2 separate regions of the Mus musculus genome follow, and region 2 is linked to region 1. A link is a contact called in public HiChIP or PLAC-seq data. All regions are on one chromosome and are shown on one strand. The core of a region is the stretch at or near the end of the contact, and the rest is flanking DNA. Distances in the headings are between cores, read along the strand shown. Region 1 overlaps Bcl2l14 (BCL2-like 14 (apoptosis facilitator)). Region 2 holds the start of Mansc1 (MANSC domain containing 1).

What was found. HiChIP or PLAC-seq counts read pairs in DNA pulled down with a chosen protein or histone mark.
Region 2: a contact with region 1 is called in an H3K27ac HiChIP or PLAC-seq map of embryonic stem cells, with 5 times the contacts expected there. The contact joins the promoter of Mansc1 here to the enhancer-like site in region 1. A contact is called at or near these places in 24 of 39 promoter capture datasets (the 3T3-L1 cell line, 3T3-L1-derived adipocytes, the C10 cell line and 16 more), 4 of 15 datasets of contacts at CTCF or cohesin (the G1E-ER4 cell line, the NIH/3T3 cell line, embryonic stem cells and 1 more), 47 of 484 Hi-C or Micro-C datasets (the AML12 cell line, CD4 single positive thymocytes, the HPC-7 cell line and 24 more), 36 of 115 datasets of contacts at active chromatin or transcription factors (the 230-238 cell line, the HPC-7 cell line, SST interneurons and 22 more) and 3 of 9 other capture datasets (adipose tissue, liver and pancreatic islet).

What each region holds. Positions count from the first base shown.
Region 1 is chr6:134,423,515-134,429,528 of GRCm38.p6, reverse strand. Bcl2l14 (BCL2-like 14 (apoptosis facilitator)) reads right to left here. Exons shown (of 7, transcript NM_025778.3): 3 at 5,467-5,918; 4 at 2,069-2,233. The coding sequence starts at 5,911. Among named protein-coding and RNA genes, the nearest start is that of 4933406J09Rik, 23 kb to the right of the region's middle. Within about 2 kb of position 3,903, at least 39 of the 459 cell types and tissues checked have an H3K27ac peak or open chromatin away from gene starts, as enhancers often do. A contact at or near this core is called in adipose tissue, bone marrow-derived macrophages, embryonic stem cells and 5 more, where this site is marked.
Region 2 is chr6:134,630,012-134,636,028 of GRCm38.p6, reverse strand. Mansc1 (MANSC domain containing 1) reads left to right here and starts at 3,541. Exons shown (of 4, transcript NM_026345.4): 1 at 3,541-3,813.

The DNA of each region.
Region 1 (6,014 bases), core at 2,654-5,153:
TCTTCCTCCATTTTTTTCTACCTTAGCTTTTGAGACCGGAGCTCTTACTGAACTGGTGCTGAGCTGAGCTGGACCGACTGGCTAGATGGTCCTTGTGCCACACACACAAGCACACGCCCCTATGCATAGCTTCGTATAGGAGCTGGGGCTCTGAACTCAGGCTCTGGGCACAGAGAACACCTTACCAGCTGAATCAACTTCCCAGGCCCATATGTGCCACATCTGATTATAATCCTACCATTGTCAGAATGCGTGGAGCCAAATTTAAGCCCAAATGCAGAGTGACATTTTCTTGGGGACTAATCTCCTTCTTAAGCTCATTTTATTCCCTTATGTGGTTTTCCTTTCTTTTCTTTTCTTTTTTTTATGTTACTTTTAAGCTTGGTTGGTTTTTATGTGACTACAATTTATACTCTCTCACTCCATGTCTCTACAAGGTGGGACACGTGGGAATGAAAAGAACAAATTCCTGAGGTCCCCAAGGCTGGAATGGCAGTTGGATTAAAACATAGCTGCCCCTGACATGGCCTATGAGGGTTCTCCTTCCACAGCTTGCTACTTCGTAAACATAACCGTGAAAATGATCGTCACTACAGAACAGAATCCAAACGGAACAGCCAGAAACTGAGCGAATCGAGTTTCTGACTTACGGCCCCGTCTCTTGAAGCTACGGGACCCACAAGTTTGTCTTGGCTAGAGGCAAGGGAGACCAGGGAATAAATGTAGCCAGGCCCAAGAAGGTGTAGGGCAGAGGAGAGGAGAGTGATGTCCTGGACTCACAACCCTGAGAGAAAACGCCTGTAAATCTCCATAGCCCTGTCTGCTTCTGTCTCTCTGGGAAAGACAGAGTACTGGAGTCTTGGGTTCCTCCTGTAGGCAGGGAGGAGTGCCTTGGCTTTAGCTTGCCTGACGGGATCAGTTTCTACCTCCCAGGCACATTTGGGACGGCAATAAAGCCTCAGCTCTTTCTTGTTAGCGTGCTTGGAGGGCTCCCCACTCAAAGCCTCTTTGGCATTTTTTTTTGGTTTCGGATAGACAGCAGACAGTGGAAAAAATCCACACCCTGTCTCAAGGTCTGAGATAAACGACGCCTTCGTGGAGAGAATTCTGCTCTATCCTTCACTGTGCTAAAGACCCCGGAGGCACTTTGGCACTTCTAGGGGCTGAGGAGAGAGAGCTGAGACAAAGGTCAGCAATGAAGGAAGGCAAACCCGGCTCCCTTCAGTGCTTCCCTCTGATCCCAGGGTTTCCCTAAGGCTTCTAGAGTCTGTAGTAGTCTCAGCCATTGCTACAGTGTACCCAGTGACTGATCTAATTTAGTCCCCAATTCTCCCTTTTTTCAGCACCTTCTGAATCAGACCTGGGGTTGCTGAATCAAAAATGAATTGTTTCCCACAGGTTCACGCTTTGAATGCCTGTCCTCAATGGTTGGCACTGTTTGGGAAGGTTGTGGAGGTTTAGGGGGTGGGGCCTGCCTGGAGGAAGTGGAAAACTGAGGGCGGGCCTGTGGGGGTATATTATGACTGGCCACTTCCTGCTTTCTTTGCTTCCTGATTGACTACAGAATGAACATCCACCATCTTCTGTACTCTGCAGCCATGTTCTTCTGCCTAAATGTATGTGGCCAACAACCATTGAATGCAACTCTCTGAAATCCTAAGACAAAATAAATTTTTTTCTCCCTTACATTGCTGCTGGTAGGCATTTCTCTCACAATGGCAAGAAAAATAAATATGTCTGACCATACTGGGTGTTTCACAGGGGTCCTGGGTTGGCTGATGCTCTAACTCTATGTACTAGTGTGATTAGAGCTAGTCCTCTTCTCCCTCCATGGGAGACTTTTCTTCTGACTTAGCAGTGGGCTGACATGTTGGCCAACAAGCTAATGGCATTCCTGTGTCTTGGGTGATGTCTTAAGCCAGAGCTCAAGGTCTCCATCGTGTTGCCTTCAAGTGGGCTGAGATTCCCAATTTGCAGAGCCCCGAGCTGTGTCCACACAAACACACCCAGACACTTCTGTCTGGCACATGCTCAACCCAACACACTCAACTCAGCAAGGAGGGCTTACCTTTATTCTTAGAGTCACAAGGTCCTTCAAACCTGAAGTACAGAATCTCCGAGACCCTCTCTTTGAGCTTGCTTCCTCCCTGGCTGTGGATGACATCTGGTGGTGGCCAGGAGTAAACAATTTCAGCCACTCTGTTGGCAATACAAGCCACTTTGGAATCCACAACTGAAACAAGAAAGCACTGCTCAGAGGCCATCCCCAGAACTGGGGATGCAGTGTGGACTTCTGGTTGTTTAGGATGAAGAGGCCAGCCTCAGATAAAAGGACTATGCCCAGGAGTTTGTGTTTGAAGCGGGACAGTCTTCAGAAGGGACTAGCAATTCCCCATAGGCTGGGGTAAGGGGGCAGTATACAGGGGCCCTTCCACACCTTCATCTTTTCTCCCTTGCAAAGAAATGCACCCAACATGGCGTGGGGTGCTAGCATTGCTTGAAAGAATGTTCTTGGTGCTTTTATTTTTATTAAGCTTAATTACATTTGAGGGTAACCTTTATACATTGGAGAAGGAGAGGTGATCTCTCAGTTCCCAGGAAAGTGTTCAGTAGTCTGATACTCCTTGCTTTTATAGTCACAAATTTCCCCTTAAGTTTAATAGAAAACATTCAAGTAATGCTTATAGGTAAACAAGGCTTCATACACACGACCACATCTGTCACCTCAGCACTCAGGAGTCCAGGGCTGCAAGGTCGTGAGTGTCAGACCAGCACAGACTACAGATAGCTCAGAAAAGTGTGTAACATACAACTCATCTTTCCTGAATTTGTAAGCCAGGAAGGGATGTACTGTGTGTTTCCACTCAAGGAAGGAAGATTTACACGGCATAGACTCAAGTTATAGCCACCCAGAAACAATGCAGCTTTGTATCCGCTTGGGGAAGGCGGGGTAGAGCAGGCAGGTACTTGGCTGACTTGTTGGGTAGTCACTGGTGTTCCACCAATCAGCTCACTGTAGGAACTTGAAGTGGTTCTGTGTTTGGTCCCAAGTGGAGTAGCTGAGTGTAATCATACTGTATTTGGAGAAGAGCATTCATTCACAGTAATTAATGATGGGGGTGGGTCAAGAGGTAGGGGTTAGTCTTGGCTACATAGCGAGGTCCTATCTCAAATAAGTAGTAAATAAACCCATACATACATACATATATGTATATTTGTATATATATATATATATATACACACATATCCAAATAATCTAGAATAATCTAGAAAGAAAGCCATCTCTGCCTTTCTCTTTTCTTTCTACTTGAATGGAGATATGATATCTAGAATCTCCACAGCCCTGTAGAATATGTTCTTCAGAACATCCAACATATAATTAGATATGCATAAAACTATGTATTATGGGAGCTGGAGAGATGGCTCAGCACTGGCTGCTCTTCCAGAAGTCCTGAGTTCAATTCCCAGCAACCACATAGTGGCTCACAACCATCTGTAATGGGATCCAATGCCCTCTTCTGGTGTGTCTGAAGACAGTGACAGTGTACTCATACATAAATAAATCTTAAAACAAAAACCTCTCTGTATTATGGTTATATACATTGTAATATATGGTTATTAAGCCTAAGATACAATTTAGCCAATAAACCCACTCTCTCAAATTTAGTTTTTATTCTTAATCTCATCTGAAATTTATTTTTCTTCTTTCTAAAAGGGGAGGAGATGATGTGAGTGATTTCTTTTGAAAAGTTAGGAGGGAAAGCCAAACAATACTTTTGTCATTTCCTCTAGGAAATGCGGAAGGAAGGCTGTGGAAACTTCCTGTCTCTGTGCAGGCCACAGTGACCCCTAAAGCCAGGTCATTGGGGCCTCCAGCTCTGATCCACAGTTGCTGACGCATGCGTGGGAAGACAGGGCAGGAGAGGAGGGCGGAACCCCTCTTGCTGTGGCCTCAGCCACCCGTGCATTTAGAAGCAGATGAACAAATCTGAGAAGATGGCTTCGTGTGGTTCAGGCAGTGTGTCCGCCACAAAGTCTCACTGCCTCTTGAGTGATGGGTTCTGCGTATTCTTAGGAGCCTGCATCCTCGCAGTCTAACTGAAGAAGTTCCCTTGGTCACAGGCTGGTTTGGAGCCATCCATGTCCATGCAGGGCTGATTCCAACTTAGAATGATCACAGCCCTTTAAAACTGAGCCGTTACTGCCATCTGCTGACTAACTATGGACAAGTTTCCTAGGCCCAACAAACCTGGCAGGAAGGGGCTCTGCTGAGGTGGGAGTGGGTGGGATGGCGGGAGAAGCGTCTGCTGAGGTAAAGGGCACTTCAGTGGTGGTAAAGTGGGTGGAGGTAAAGCCCTCAGTGATAGTACAATTTCTTTTTTCCTAACAAGGGAAGACTTTATCAGTTTTTTTAAAAAAAGAATAGTTTACATTTTTTGAAAAACTTCCCTTTTTAAAAGATTGTCTGCACGCATACCAGAAGATGGCATCGGATCCCATGGGACTATAGTTACACACTTTGTGAGCTAGCACATGGGTGCTGGGATTTGAACTCAGGACCTCTGGAAGAGCAGCAGTGCTCTTAACTGCTGAGCCATCTCTCCAGCCCGGTGGCTTATGTTCTGAAAAGTATTTTGTTTCTTTTCAGTTTTCCAAGACAATCTTACAGTATAACCCTAAGCTGGCCTCCAACTTGTTAAGTACCCCAGGCTAGCCTAGAACTGGCCATGCTTTTCTTTCTGAATGCTGAGGACGGCAGGTATGAGCCAGTGTGTTCAACTGAAAACCTATCTGCTTCTATCTCTTTGCCTGAGTGTCTTTCTTTCCTTCTTTCCTTCCTACCTTCCTTCCTTTATTCTTTCCCTCCCTCCCTCCCTCCCTTCTTCCTTCCCTCTTCATCCCTGTTACTCCTCTCATGCCTCTTCCCACTGCCCCCTCTCTTTTCTCTTCTCTCCCTTCTCCTTCCTTCCCTTTCTCTTTCTCCCTCTTTCCATTGTTTGTTTATTTGTTGTTTAAGACAGGGTCTCATGTAGCCCAGGTTGGCATTCATCTCACTATATAGCCAAGGCTGGCCATGAACCCTTGAAAGTCCTGCCTCCATCATCTGGCTCTTCTCTTTGGTCTTTCCATCAACCGGAAGAAGTAGGAGAGGGTGTGACTCTCCAGTATATGGGTGTAAACACAGTACCCAGGCTCCCCAGAGGTGAACTGGCCCAGGAAGAGGCAAAGCCTCTGCCCTGGCTAAGGTGCCTTCTCTCTCAAAGCAAGCTTCTTTACCATCACAGAGCCAGAAAACCCCTACTGCCACCATCCCCTCCCACCCTTCCCTCCTTGGGGAAAGTGGGTGGTTACGGCGGAAATTAAAGAAGTGGAAAGGCCTCTATCTTCAGCAGGTAAGAGGAGGCCAGCCTCTTGGCACACACAAGGAAGGAGAGTGGTGCTAGGCAGAGCTGTTCACAAGCCTACCTTCACTCTCCAGGCGCTGCTCCACACTGCTCAGAGACCTGGGCCAGTGCTGGTTGTGGAAGCCACTCTGCCGCTCTACCGGGAAGGGGCCCTGAGGACCCTGAGCTCGGATCTCCTTTGGGGAGCTCGGCAGGCCTTCCTCCTTCTCGGCCACCCTGAAGAGTGTTCTCCAAGAAGACTTCTTCTTGCCCAAGCTGATGTTCTTTTCGCTGGAGGGGGAACCTCTGCAAGGCAATGATACCTGTGTCCAGGAATCAGTTGACCAAGTCCCCAGGGCTTTCTGGGACAGACTCCTTGTTCTGGAGAGCTTGGGCGAGAAGACAGCCGGGGTGTTCTTGAAGACATGGTGTCTGGCGTAGAAGGCCAGGATTTTGAACTCTATGCTGTTTGGATCATCATCCTCCAGGGGAATGTCTTCCAGGTCATACACACTGGTGCTGCACATGCTGGGTCTGGAACGACAGAGGGCAAAGGTGCTTAGCGTGGGGGAGGGGGGCATTTGCTTTGCAGGTTAAGAGAAAGCATGGGGGAGACCTGGGAGAGCATCT
Region 2 (6,017 bases), core at 2,292-4,791, 210 kb before region 1:
TCTTCCTTTGTAACCCAGGCTCACCCTAAATTCACAGCAATTCTCTTACTTTAGCCTCTCAAGCCCTAAGATCATAGGGCTGGGCCACCATGTCTATCTTAGAAACAACTCTCTTCACTTCCCAGTGAAGTGGTTTCATACAGTAAAGTGTGATATACCCAAGACTAAAGTTTTTTTTTTTTTTCCTTTGTGCCTGTGACCCCCCTCCCCAAGCCTGGATCTTTCTCCCTTTTATTACCCAACACATCCAGCTAGCCAGTCTCTCATCCAAAAGTCTCCTTGGCCTCACCAGTACATCTAAGCAGTCCCTGAGTCCTAGAGAGTTTGTCTCTTTAGTTTCTCCCTTATTTCCATGCCCAGTTTAAGGCCCATCATTTCTTTCGTTTCTTGGAAGTCAGGTCTCTGACCTCATCTCCTTTAATCCATTCTCCATGTAGCAAAAGGGAGACTTTTCCAGGATACTAATGTATTCTGAGTAATGTGTTCTCTTCCTTTATGTACACAGGCGACTTTCCTGCCAGATGGGCTGATCCCCGAGTGATCATGTTCCCTCTCTCTGAATTACTCGGGGTTTTTTTGTTCTTCCTCTTCCTCCTTCTTTGGCTAGCTGACCTTCTCCTTTTTTGGATCTGGTTTACATACATCTTCTTGGAGGGCCATCCTTTGAGACGCCTTAGTTGGCATTTCTTCATTCTCTCCATACCTTAGTCAGGTTTCCAGGACCGAGCAGTGCAGGGTGTAACATTATCCCAGCACTCAGAAGGCTAAGGAAGGAAGATCTTGAGTTCAAGGCTAGGCTTGGCTTTATAACAAGACCCTGTTTCAAAAAAACATAACAAAACCCCATCATGCAATGAGGTAGCAGTGGATTTGATTGCAAGTTAAACATCTGTTTCATTATCAACACAATGTGAAATGTTTATTCTTACAGTTTTTTACTACTCTGTGGATTGAAAGTAAGGCCTTGTACATGCTAGGAAAATACATGGCCGCTGAGCTATATATATCCAGTCCTTAACCTTTTTTTTTTTTTTTTTTTTTGAGATGAAGAGATTATTCAGTGGTTAAGAGTACTTGTTATTCTTGCAAAATACCTAGGTCTAGTTTTCAGCACCTATAAGGTGGTTCATAACCACTGTAATTCTAGTTCCAGGGTATTCAATATGTTCCCCTGTCCTTCTAGGGCACTAGGCCCGTTCACACATGGTATATATACATACATTCAGACAAACATTCATATACATGAACACACTTTTTTGAGACAGGGTCTCACTGTGTACCTTTGTATGTCCCAAAACTCACTATGTAAACCCGGCTGGCCCTGAACTTACAGAGACCTACCTGCCTCTGCTTTTGTAGTGCTGGGATCAGAGGTGTGTGCCACCATGCCCTACAAAAATAAATCTTAAAACATAGTGTTTAATAGAAGCTGGGCAGTGGTAGTGCACGCCTTTAATCCCACCACTAGGAGTTTAATCCCTGAATCTTTGAGTTTGAGGTCAGCCTGGTCTACAGTGTGAGTTCCAGGATATCCAGGGCTATACAGAGGAAGTTTAACAGGCAGTTGTTAGCTGCCTGATGTGGTACTGGGAGCCAAATTTGGGTCCTCTGGAAGATCAGTGTGAACCCTTAGCCATTTCTCAAGCTCTTGGTGTCTTTACTAATTTTTTTTTTTTTTTTTTGAAACAGGGTCTCACTAAATTGTCTGCTAGCTTTAAACTCACTCCTTAGCTAAGACAGCCATTAAACTTGTGATTCTCCTATCTTAACTTTTAGCTAGGGTTGTAAACCTGTGCCTCCAGGCCCAACTCCAGGAAGTTTTTGTTAAGCCACCATTTTCATCAGTGACCTGTGTTCACTGCTGTAATTCAAGACAAACATATAACAAGACCATTGTAGCAGAACACTAACGCGGACATGTCTTTGTTGTTTGAGACATGAAGTCTATGCAACAACCGAGGTTGGCCTGATCTTCCTGCTTTCGAGTCTTGAGGTCAGAGATTACAGGCAGGTGTGAAGATACTGTGCAATCTGAAATTCCTAATAGTGGAGGTTTGCTTAGTTCCCATCACACTCACAAACTCACACACACACACACACACACACTTCATATCATCTACAGAGACAGAATATACATCCACTTCATCTTGTTGCTGCAAGAAAATTACCCCAGCGCAGTCATTAATCCACACTGTAGTCTAGTTTTCCTTGGCTACTCCTTGGTACCAAGCTGTGGCAACATTACTATAACTGGAAAGTAGGTCACCCTCTACCTGCCCCGAGTTGGTATCACACAATGGACCGTTGTTCACAAGCTTTCTCTGACGACATATACTTCCTGCAGCTACTGGTTAAAGCCAGCTTATGTGTTGACTGTACAGGCCCAGAACAATCATCTATAACTGCGGCTTCAAAACTCTTCCGCCCCAGCCAATGTGAAGATGGCGCCGAAAGTTAGACTGGATTACATCAGTCTCTTAATGAGGTTTTATTCGTTTGGGGTTATATGCAAACAGGAGTGAAGGGAGCAGTCAGAGATAACTTAACCACTTAAGCCTCGTTTCTATTTATTTGGCAACAAGTACTTTTTTTTTTTGGTTTTTTGAGACAGGGTTTCTCTGTAGCCCTGGCTGTCCTGGAACTCACTTTGTAGACCAGGCTGGCCTCGAACTCAAAATCTGCCTGCCTCTGCCTCCCAAGTGCCGGGATTAAAGGCATTCGCCACCACGCCCGGCTAAGAAGTACATTTTAGTCAAATACTTTTAAACCACCATAAAGCCAGAGTGCTACGCTAAGTGTTTAGGGATGTCATTTTAACAGCTGTGTCAGACAGCACTGCTTTCGTCGTTATTATCCATACTCATAAACAAATCATGACTTGGGAGGTAGAGGCAGGAAGATCAGGACTTAAAAGTTCATACTCAGTTACACGTGGAGCTGGAGACCAGACAGGTGAGAACCTGTCTCAAAGAAAAAAAAAGCCAAAATAAACAACAACACACAGCAACAACAACCCAGTACATCCCGGGAAAAGCCATGTGCCTTACAGAGTTAGCTGGAGAACTGCCAGCTGTGACTGAGCCCCTCCCGTTCCCCAATTGTGGAAATAGACTCTCCTAATTATGCCCAAATTAGGATGCTCTGTGATCTTTGACCAAGAAGGTGTCCTTGAACAGAAAGTGGAGGTGAACCCCTGTGACACCTGCACTTTGGAGGTAGAGGAAAGAGGATCAGGAGTTGAAGGTCGTCCTTGCGTACCCAAAGAATTCCAAGTCGGCCAGGCCTTCAGATAACGTCTGGAAACAAAAAGCAGCGCTTATTGTGGTTGCTTGCTAAAGACAAGAAGACTGCGACCCAGCGTGGAGCGGGAGTACACCTGGGTGTGTGACCTCCCCATCAGCACCTGTGCATTTGCTCTTCATGGCTTCCCCGCGGCCGAGCGGCACGGTTTAAGACCCTTGGTGACCCCGAGAGTCAATCCTCCCCCTCTAGTGGCTCTCAGTGCGTTGGGTGCTGGGGATCTGGCGGCTAGGTTCGCACATCCCGGCTGGGGCGGTCAGGCTGGATGTTGCCTGGGAAGCAGCTCCGGGTTGCAGGGCAGGGACGCGCCCTTCCCCCGTGCAAACTTTCAGTCGCTGCGACGGAAGCAGGAACTTGGTCACGACAAAATCTGCGGGACCGGTGCGGGAGCTGCGGAGCATCCCCTGCGATCCTCCCCAGAGCCTTGCGCCGCTTCGCTGGTTCTTTGCAAAAGCGACCTAACTGTCCTTGGGCCCAAGCGCCGCGGGGGCCACAGGGGTCTCTCGCTTGCAGGTAAAGGCGTCTCTTTCCGCCTCTGGCTGGCCTCGGGTAGACGCGACCCCTTGTGGGAACAACTCCGTTCCTTTCCGGGGCCCAGCTCCAGCAACCACCCCGAAGCGACCCTAGGGACCAGACTTGGGCAAAGTGGGGGCTGGCCTGGATAGTCCCCAAAACAGATGGTAGGGCGGGCTTGAAAGCACCTGCTATAAATGGCACAAGCTCCAAATTGTCTGCAGAGGGCGGCTGAAGCAATTCAGGGAGTAGCATGTACTTGCTCAAAGGACGGAAAAAGTTCCCATGTTTTCTCCTATGCTTTCTCTTCCCTTTTCCTTATTCAACCTGCTGTGTGATACTCTGTAAAGGTGGGGGTGGGGTGGGGGTGGGAAGGGAGAGAGAGGGACAGAGAGAGACAGAGACAGACAGAGAGACAGAGGCAAACAGAGACGGGGAGAGGAGAGTTACCTACCGACTTCTTGATAGTATGCTGTAAATGATTGCCAACACTTGAAATAGTTACATACAAGTTAAGTTTGAGCGAGTCAGCAAGCTCTCTTCTCTCTATGTCTCTGTCCCCCTTTTCAACAGGATTAAGTTGAGCTTCACACCTTTAGTGGATTAGATAACTTCATGAACTAATGGCACTACAATTGTGCTAATATGTAATTCTTTTTATTTATTTTATTTATGAGTACATTGCCACTGCCTTCAGACACACCAGAAGAGGGCATTAGATCCCAATTCAGATGGTTGTGAGCCACCATGTGGGTGATGGAAATTGAACTCAGGACCTCTGAAAGAGCAGTCAGTGCTTTTAACCTCTGAGCCATCTCTCCAACCCTAATATGTAATTCTTAATCAGGGATCAAAAAAGCCAGAAGATCTAAGTCACCTAAGAGCTGTTGGATATCCCTAATGAAACTATTTGTTAATTTAATTGATTACATTTCCCTGTGTACCCCTGCCCAGCCTGGAACTCATTACTTAGACTAGGTTGGGCTTAAACTCACAAGATCTGCCTGCCTCTGCTTCCTTGGTGCTGTAGTTAAAGGTGTGTGCCACTGCGCCCATACCTTTTTGGGGTTGTTTGGTTGGTTTTGGCCTTTCAAGACAGGGTTTCTCTGTGTAGTTCTGGCTGACCTGGGATGAGCTCTGTAGACCAGGCTGGCCTTGAACCCAGAAATCTTCCTGCCTCTGCCTCCAAGTGCTGGGATTACTTTTCTTTTTAGCTTTATTTTTGGTTTTAAGACTAAAAAAATATACATACTTGTATGTGCACACATGAACACATGTGTTTATACCCTGGTGCATATATGTAGGTCTGAGGACAACTTGTGGGAATCAGGTCTCTACTTCCACCATATGGTTCCCAGGGATAGAGTTCAATCCCCAGGCTTGGTGGCAAGCCCCGGTACCCACTGAGCCACCTCAAAGGACAGTGCTCTCTGCTCAGCAGCAGTCACTGTAAAGATGCTGAGAGCAGAGCCCCTGCTGTCTCCTGCTGTCTCCTCCCACAGTTCAGGTTTCTGTGCAAGCGCGCCTGTGCGAGGACAGGCCATATCAGACTCTCCTCCCTTTCCTTTCCCCTCTCGAGGCTCCATGGATAGAATTCAGGAAGTCTGTGAGCTTTGGGAAACTTTATTACTTCCCTTTCCTCTAACTGAAAAAGCAGCGTTTCTGTCAAGAAGGACGTAGGCAAAGCCATAGTAGGGTTAGCAGCGACTGTGACTTGCCACCACTAGAACGCACAGCTACATTTTGTAGGTGTTATTCATTACAAAACTCTCAAAGGATTGCATTCAGCACTGCTTCAAAACTGCAGCAGTTGCTTGATCCTCCACTCATTTTCACCATTAATAAAGCAGCACACATACAGCACACAATTGTTCTGTTGTTTTACCTGGACGTTGAATTAAAAATAGGCCTCTCTCTCTTTCTCTCTCTCTCTCTCTCTCTCTCTCTCTCTTTCTCTCTCTGTGTGTGTGTGTGTGTGTGTGTGTGTGTGTGTGTTTTGAGTAAAGGTCTCCAGGCTGTATTCCAGGCTGGCCTGGAGTTTACTAGGTAGCTCAGGCTAACCTAAAGCCTAAGTTGGGCTGTCCTGGATTTCTTGTGTGGATTTAAGGTCATGGTCTGTATAAAGTACATAGAGATTGGCATGTGAAAATGATGCATCTTCCCATTTTATTGTCCACAGAAGTGGTAATAACCAGGGAAGTATT